3 separate regions of the Pan troglodytes genome follow, and regions 2 and 3 are each linked to region 1. Evidence: chromatin contacts called from public Hi-C and HiChIP or PLAC-seq data. All regions are on one chromosome and are shown on one strand. Each heading gives the region's core, a stretch centred on a gene start, on an enhancer-like site or on the middle of the called end of the contact. The rest is flanking DNA. Distances are from core to core; before and after follow the strand shown.

Evidence for each region. Hi-C and Micro-C count contacts between places; a contact is called where the count stands out from the background. HiChIP or PLAC-seq counts read pairs in DNA pulled down with a chosen protein or histone mark.
Region 2: a Hi-C map of stem cell-derived neural progenitor cells shows a contact between it and region 1, with 6 times the contacts expected there. The contact joins the enhancer-like site here to the promoter of GP1BB in region 1. A contact is called at or near these places in 5 of 7 Hi-C or Micro-C datasets (blood, induced pluripotent stem cells, a lymphoblastoid cell line and 1 more), 1 of 1 datasets of contacts at active chromatin or transcription factors (stem cell-derived excitatory neurons) and 1 of 1 other capture datasets (stem cell-derived neural stem cells).
Region 3: a contact with region 1 is called in an H3K4me3 HiChIP or PLAC-seq map of stem cell-derived excitatory neurons, with 6 times the contacts expected there. The contact joins the promoter of GNB1L here to the promoter of GP1BB in region 1. A contact is called at or near these places in 1 of 7 Hi-C or Micro-C datasets (stem cell-derived neural progenitor cells) and 1 of 1 datasets of contacts at active chromatin or transcription factors (stem cell-derived excitatory neurons).

The regions. Positions count from the first base shown.
Region 1 is chr23:21,753,309-21,755,843 of NHGRI_mPanTro3-v2.0_pri, reverse strand. It overlaps GP1BB (glycoprotein Ib platelet subunit beta), which reads right to left and starts at 1,273. Exons shown (of 2, transcript XM_009437791.3): 1 at 1,122-1,273; 2 at 1-847. The coding sequence starts at 1,131. The coding sequence ends at 237. It overlaps SEPTIN5 (septin 5), which reads right to left. Exons shown (of 12, transcript XM_001166286.8): 11 at 2,362-2,464; 12 at 1,382-2,273. The coding sequence ends at 2,217.
Region 2 is chr23:21,931,877-21,934,411 of NHGRI_mPanTro3-v2.0_pri, reverse strand. The region is part of intron 8 of TXNRD2 (thioredoxin reductase 2); the gene reads left to right. Among named protein-coding and RNA genes, the nearest start is that of COMT, 40 kb to the left of the region's middle. Within about 2 kb of position 1,266, at least 6 of the 24 cell types and tissues checked have an H3K27ac peak or open chromatin away from gene starts, as enhancers often do. A contact at or near this core is called in stem cell-derived excitatory neurons, stem cell-derived neural progenitor cells and stem cell-derived neural stem cells, where this site is marked.
Region 3 is chr23:21,883,567-21,886,101 of NHGRI_mPanTro3-v2.0_pri, reverse strand. It overlaps GNB1L (G protein subunit beta 1 like), which reads left to right and starts at 1,266. Exons shown (of 8, transcript NM_001364717.1): 1 at 1,266-1,446; 2 at 1,567-1,663. It overlaps RTL10 (retrotransposon Gag like 10), which reads left to right and starts at 1,135. Exons shown (of 3, transcript NM_001243967.2): 1 at 1,135-1,286; 2 at 1,567-1,663. It overlaps LOC134809737 (a long non-coding RNA gene), which reads right to left and starts at 1,134. Exons shown (of 4, transcript XR_010156189.1): 1 at 999-1,134; 2 at 394-504.

The DNA.
Region 1 (2,535 bases), core at 24-2,523:
CCCATGGTCCTCCCAAGCCTGGAAGTGCGGGTTCGCCTCCCTTGGGGTAGGGTGGGCAGGAGTTCTGTCCCACGTGGTCTGGGCCTGCAGGTGGGGTGGGTCTGAGAGATTGGGCAGCGGAGGAGGCGGAGACCGGTCCAGGTTGGCGCGAGGGCCCCTCGGGCAGGGTCCTGTCGAGTTTGCAGGCCCGCGTTGCCCAGCGCCGGTTCTCTTCTCAGGACGCACCGGTTCTCTTCTCAGAACTCGTCGGTTCCGGCTCGCTCGGCCACCAGCGGGTCGGTCAGCGACAGCCGGGCTGCGGCGCGAGCGCGGGCCCGGGCCCGCAGCCTCCGCAGGCGGCACAGCAGCAGCACCAGCAGCAACGCGTGCAGCAGCCCAAGGCCCAGCAGCGCAAGCTGCGCCGCCAGCGCCCCCCAGCAGAGCGGGCCGGGAGCGCAAGCGGCGCGCAGCTCGTCCTCGGCCAGATAGGGCAGCAGGCGGCCGCGCAGCGCTGGGGGCGCCACGCAACGCAGGTCGCGGTAGGGCGCACGCTCGGGGCGGCCGGCCAGCCAGGCGCGCAGCGGCACAAGGCGGCAGTCGCAGCGCCAGGGGTTGGCGCCCAGGTGTGCGGTGCGCAGCGCGGGCAGCGCGTCCAGCAGCCCCGGCGGCAGCGCCGTCAGGTTGTTGCCGGTCAGCACCAGCTCGGTTGTGTCGACAGGGAAGGCGGTCGGCAGCGAGGCCCAAGTCAGCCCGCGGCGCCCGCAGTCCACGAGCGTCCCCGCGCAGCTACAGGGCGCCGGGCAACCTGCGGCCGGGCGGCTCGGCGGGGCCAGCAGCAGGAGCAGTAAGCTCAGCGCCCCGCGCGGCCCTGCAAGGGAAGCGCCGCAGTGAGCCGAGCGGTCGGCGGGCACCTGGGCGACGTCTCTGAGTACCCAGAGCGCCGGCCCGGCTCCATCCAGCCCCTGATGCCCGGCGTCCCGGTAGCCCGCCAGCCTCTCCACCCTGACCACCCCGCACGCCGGCTGGAAGTCCCCTCTAAGTCTGACCCAAGTCTCTCCCGGCTGCAGCCAAAGAACCAGAGCTCCTCTCAACCCGGGTCGGCCTAGGGAGCAGCTGGGGGCCCTACCGGACTCCAGACTCACCGGAGCCCATGGCGAGAAGACGGCGACCCGGCTTACTCTGGAGCGGGAGGCGTAGGCGGGAGAGCCGAGCGATAAGGCCGCCCCGCCCCTGCCACGCCCGCACCGACCACAGTGCTGCGGCCCGGCCAGAAATAGCCCAGAGGCCGCGAGGACGCGCGCTGCAGCGGCAGATAGCACACTATCGCCGGAGGCCGCAGGCCGCTCAGGCTTCCGCTCCCACCCGCTCTCAGGGGCACACGGAGCACTCGGACACCCGCTGCGACGTTCACCAACATTGTTCTCCTGTCACCAGGACAGGACGCGGCATTCACAACGGAACAAAACGGAGCATCGTGTGGCGGGAAGGGATCATGCGGGTGGGAAGATCGGGAGGCCGAGGCTCAGGATCCCGGCACACCACAGCGGTGCTGGGGAGAAGAGGCCTCGAGTGAGGGCAGGGGACCGCACCGAGAGTTGCCAGGAGGTGGCTCACCGCCCAGTGCCCCGGGGGCCCTCCAGGTCGGGCCGGGCTGTGGAGAAGGGGTGTAAGCGGTCACGGCCCCGCTCCTTGCAGCCTCTGGCCTCCTTATGTCTGGAGGGCTCCCATTTGATTCAGCCCAACCCTGCCCGCTAGGCGTCTGAGGATAAGAGAAGACTCGGCCCGCCTCGACAGAAAATAGGGCCTCAGCACTCGCTGGGTGACCCGCGGGAGCAGGCAAAGGAGGGCTCCCAAGTCCGTTCTGCAGCACTGGGGCAAGGAACAGACCCAGGATCCTGGGAATCCTCTTCTGCCTAGCTTTGCCTGCCTGCCAGAGCAGGGCCTGCGGTTTGGGTGCTGTGACCGTCCGGGGGCGGGGGAAAGGCAAGGGAGGCGGATCTCTGAAGTCCCGCCCAACTTCGCTCCTGATCCCCCAAGGTCAGAGAGGGCCAGCTGGGCGGGGGCTACGGTCCAGGCCCCTCGGAAGCAGACACAATGACCTGGGAGGGGGTGGTGCTGAGAATAAATTAGGGTCAGCTGGGGGCTGTGGCCCCGCGTCTCCGGGTCGGGAACAGTCCGGTCTGGGGTCCAGGGGTGCGAGGGCGTCCCGGAGACGGACGGTGTGTCCGCGGCGAGCGTCACTGGTCCTGCATCTGCTGCTTCATCCTCTGCAGCATCTCCTGCATGCGCCTCAGCTGCGGGCGGAGACAACCCGGCGGGTGAGCAGCACCGCGGGGGCGCATCCCTGACGCCCGCCTCCGCCGCCCCCGCCGCCCCACATACTTCCTCATCCTTCATCCTGATAAGCTTCTCAGTCTCGGCGTCCGGGGTGGGCAGCGGCAGGATCGGGATGGGGCTCTCCATGCGGCTGTCCTGGGTCAGTTTGCTGCGCGGGGCGGGGGGGAGGATGGGCGGGGCGGCGCCACCAGGAGGCTCAGCGTGGGCTGGCGATGCCTG
Region 2 (2,535 bases), core at 17-2,516, 180 kb before region 1:
AGCCCAGGGCTGGACAGATGGCAGAGGTAGGGGGATCGTGTCCAAGCTCAGTCAAGGGGAGACAGAATTAAACAGTGCGCTTCACTAAACAGCCATATGCTGGCAAAATGGGGCCATACCTGTTGACCAGAGTGGGCTGAGCACCTGGTTTGTAACCTAGGAGGGTGAGGAAGACGTGCAGAAAACTCAGAAAACTCCTGAAAAAGCAGTGTGAGCTTGTGGGTGGGTGAGCAGGACCCTTGAGTGCACTGGGGTGGGGTGGGGGACGTTCTGGCTGCCCCACTCCCATAGCCACGCCCCGGCGCAAGGGGCTGTCCTCCCAGTCTTGGTGGGGACCCTGGGAAGGACTCCAGGTTGGCTCCTGCTCCGCCTCTGCCATGCAGATGCCCGCCTTGTGCCAGCCCGTTTGCCTTTTCTGCTGTGTTGTGTCTTTCCTTCTCTGGAACTGCAAGACAGGTTGAAGAAGAGAGGAGGTTTCTGGCGAGGTACAGTGACCCTGGGCAGGCAGTGGAGCCCCTCTGGGAACAATGGCCACTGCAGGGAGGCAGGGGTGCGGAGGGGCACGTGACCCCAAATGACTAGGCTCAGAGGGGGCGTGCAGCCTTGCAAACCAAACCTTCCATTCCACAGAGCAAGCCCCTGGCAGGTGGAGGAATGTGGAAGGCGAGGATGGTGAGCCCACACCGGGGAGCTCCTTTACAGAGGCAGGCACTGGGGGTCGGGATCCAAGTGCAGCCAAGAGGAGCCCGAGGCCCAGAGGGGCCCGGCAATTAAGGGGGGCCAAGGAGCTGAGCTCCAACTCCAGTCCCACAGCCGCACAATCTTCCTGCCACTTCCTGACCTGGAGGTCTGCCTCCACCGGGAAGCCTCTGCACCCGGCAGGGACTTGGGCCCCGCCAGTATGCCTTGTCTCTGCCTCTTGCACACCCACGGCCCTGGGCTTCGTCTTCTCCCTCAGTGCCAGGTTTTAGAGCTCAGGTGCCCTAACCCCAATATAGGGAATTGTGGTCACTCTATTCTAGTCCTCCCTCTTGCTGTGTCTGTAGGTCCGCTTTCTGCAAAGCAGGGCTCTGAGCTGGCAACACTGGGATGGGGCAGAGGGCGTGAATGAGACCGCAGCCTCCTCTCAGGTCCGATAACGGAGGTACTGCTTCCCGGAAACAACCAGGGCCTGCCTGTTCCTGCTGCCGGCTCTGTAGCCCCTGCCCAGGTCCCCATGGGGGTTTACGGAGCATGGGGCCAGCCTCTCCTGCAGCTGCCAGGCTGGCTCAGGGGCTGACCAGCCCACACACTGGCCCATGGGGGAGGGGCTGCAGCCAGCCAGGCCTGTCCACCCTCTGAGGCTGCTCCACCAGCCTGCTGCTGTCTGTCCTCGCACTCCTGGGGCTCCGAGAGGCAGAGTGTTTTTATAACTTGGGCTGGTTTAAGGCTGCCTGTCAGTGTGTCATGGAAAGAGCTTTCATTTGACCCTTAGGAAGTCCGGAAGCCAGCCAGGTACTGCGATCATTTTTCTCTCTTCCTAAGCGCAAGAGGGAAGAAGATAAATTTTATCTTGGGAAGAACCACAGCCATTTGGGAGAAAATTTAATTTAAGTGGCACATTCCGCTGGTGTGATGGGATGTCCTTGTGTTCAGCAATAGGGAGACCAGCTGTCCTCCTGGGGCTTGTTACCAGACTGCAAAGCCCCTGCCACCTCTCTGTGTGCGTCCCTGTGGCTAAGACATGACAAGGTAGGGCTTTCAGTGGCATTTGTTACAGGGCCAGCACACAGAGGCTCCGGCCCAGCATCTGCCCCTGAGGGGTTGGGTGGGGCTGGTGGGGTCCCAGCCAAGCCGGGGAAGGAGGCCTTCGTAGCACCCCCAGCCCTGTGCTGCCTCCCTGGGGCGTCTGCAGCTTGGCGGCCCATCTGGTATTTCCTGGGCTGGCAGGACCTCCAAGGGGCCAGGTGCCTCCCATGAGACTCACTTTGTGTGAGTATTCCCTCTGGAGAGCAGGCCTTCAAGCTCAAGAGGCAGATAGATTGCTCTTTAAGCCTAGGCTTCGTGGGCCTGAATTAATGCTTTTGTTTCTGCTTCCTCCCCCCATTCCAATTTTGAACAAGAAAGCCTGCCCTGTGATTAGGCTAATCCTGCAGTAGTTATTATGCCTCTTTGGAGAATGTTTGCACACCAAAAAGCACAGAGAGCTGAGCTGCTGGGATCACGTGGAAAACTCATTTTTGTTTGTTTTGTTTTGTTTGTTTTAGAGACAGGGTCTCACTCTGTTTCCCAGGCTGGAGTGCAGCTTACTGCAGCCTCAAACTCCTAGGCTCAAGCGATCCTCCTTCCTCAGCCTCCCGAGTAGCCGGGACTACAGGTGCATACCACCATGCCCCAGTAATTTTTTTAGTTTGTAGAGATGGGGACAAGCTGTATTGCTCAGGCTGGTCTTGAACTCCTGGGCTCAAGCAGTCTGTCCACCTTGGCCTCCCAGAGTGCTGGGATTGCACCCATGACCCACCACACCCAACCTCTGGGTCTTTTAATGTAGCGGTA
Region 3 (2,535 bases), core at 17-2,516, 130 kb before region 1:
TTTGGCCCAGGCTGCTGAAAGCCCCACAGACCCAGGGAAGGTACAATGTGAGCTTTGATTCGCGTTTCAGGGATCAAAGTGAGTGAGTTTGGGTGTAAATGCAGATAACATTTCAGAGAGCTTTCATGAAAGGAGTCACTGGACCAGGACAGAAAGGGAGCTGGTGTGTTACGTGTGTGTTCCCCTTGAGAAGCGTCACTTTCCGGTGAATCCGGCTGCCTGCCTGTGGCCCCAAGGACTCCTGGCTTGCATCCAGGTCCTTGGCCCACAGGCATCAGATCCTGAGCTGGGGCGCCTGCACCCTCTCCCACCTCTTCTCTAGGCACCGTGAAGCCGAGGAGAGGTGGCGTGGGACGGCTTGTGCAAGTGAGAAGAGCACCACTTCATCCTCACCTATCTTGTCCCCGGATCTGGGTGCTGACTCGGCAGGCTTGGGCTGGGCACGGCCCTGTGGGGAGGGCTTGGTAGCCTGCCCTCGCTGTCGTCTCCGGGTCCAGCCTCGGCCTGAGTCGGGAAGCACACAATTATACCCACAACAAGGAGGCCCAGAGGCCCTGCCTGCAGCCCCCAGGTATGCAGGTAGAGGGTCCTCTCGGACTGCCTGCCCCCTGCCTCTGGCGCCCAGCCTGCAGCTACGTCGAACCGGGCCCTAACAAGGTTCCCCGCACTGGCAATGAGTGATGAGAGGCACTCCGCGGGCACGCCGTTCCAGGGCGCTCACGAGGCCCAGCAGCCCCGCTATGCCCACATCCACCCCGACACCTGCAGCCCCCCAGGCTTAGCCCGGCCCCGCAGCAGCCCTCTCGACGCCCAGCAGCACCCCAGTGTCTGGCTGACGCCAGGGCAGTAACGGCGGGCTGAAGCAGCATCGGCCCCTCGGTCTACGCCACAGCCGGGTGCAGATTTCCCGGATCTGAGGGACCGCCGGGCACCGTCCGCTGGGGATCATGAGGGGCAGCTTTGGCCCGACCGTCCCGCGCCTGTACACGCGGCCCCACCTGATCCCGTGGCACTTGGCGCGGCGTGGGAATGGGCGCGCTCTCCCATCACCCACCGCGCGGCACTGCCGCGCCAGCAGGGACCGGGAGAGCCTGCGAGGCAGCGGCCACACGGCATACAGCGCAGGCGCGGCCTGGATGGGAGGAGCGCGTGGAGCGTGCCGGGAGCATGCGCGGGGTCGTACACGGCGGCCGCGCGCACGCTGGGGGCGTGGCTGCGCGATGTAATCGGTCTCTGGACGCTGCGCGGCGCTCCTCGGAGCAGGCGTTCCCGACTCCGGCAAGAGGGTCAGTGTGGAGGCGGGAGCCCGGGCGGCCGGCTTGAACTCCGTGCACGCGGGCCTGGAGCTGCGCCCCTGCGTCTTTTCCCGACTTCTGATCCGCAGAGGGACACTCGGAGCCCCAGCCTGGGTCGCAGTGCCTTCGGTCTGCGGGCCTCAGTTTCTCGGTCCGCGCCGGGGGTTTGTGGGGGCACCTGGAGACATTTGGGCCGTTCTCGCAGTCTCGGGAGGCCGCGCCCGCTCCTTGCCTGGCCTCACGGCGGCCGATCTCGTTCTCCACTTTCTAGGTGGCGCCTGGACTCTCGCCCTCAGAGGGAGGCCCGTCCCACGGTCTCTGGCTACGGATCCCAGGACCCTCTTCGCGGGCGATTCGCGTAGCCTCAGGTGGGTGGGCTTCTTGTTGCCGTGGGCCTTGTGAGCTCGTATTTCCTGCATGGCGGTTGCTGGGGGGCGGGCGGTGCAGTCGTCTGCACTCAGCTTGCTTTAAGGCTTTGGGCAGGTTTTGTTCTTGGGGCCCCTGGGTCTCCCCAGAGCAGAGAACGGCTCCAGCGTTCCAGGTGTTGCCTTTGGCCTTGTGGGGGCAAACACACATGCGCCGTGGTACCTGCCCCTTTAGGATAGTGCTGTCCAGTCTAGAAGGGCCGAAAGTCTTCTATGCCAGGCAGTGTGGGGAGAAGAGTAGGGGGACCAACAGACTGATAGGCGTGGGAGGGCTAAGGTTCTCAAAATGGTGAGTGCGGCCCAGGGTTAGGAAGGCTCAGGCCCAAAGCAGGCCTGGCTGGCTGGTGCAGGGAAGCCTTCTCCCAGACTGCAGACACAGGTGCGCAGGTGAGTGGGCAGGGTGGGGGACTGGGAAGAAGGGAAGGCAGAGATCTGGGTAGCACACTGTGGCTCCTGGGCATGGGGTGTGGTCATTGTGGGCAACCTGGATACCTAACCTTAGCTGATGGTGGGAGCTGGGCCCTGGATCGGGGTCACTGCTTTTTTAGAGCTCAGTGAGGGACTGGACTGGACTCGACTCACGTCCAGGCCTTAGTATAATCCTGCAGTAAGGTGGGAAGCCAGGGTCATGGGCTGGGCTTTCAGGTGAAGACCCCCCCCCCAGAGGAGGGTCAGACCTGAGGGATTCCAGAGTGTTTGGGTGGTGGAGGTAGGGCCAGTGGCCCTGGCAGGTTCTAGTGCTGCAGGCCACCCTGGGAGGTACCTGGAGGAACTCACCCTGAGGGGGGATGGCCAGCAGATAGGAGATGTGGGAT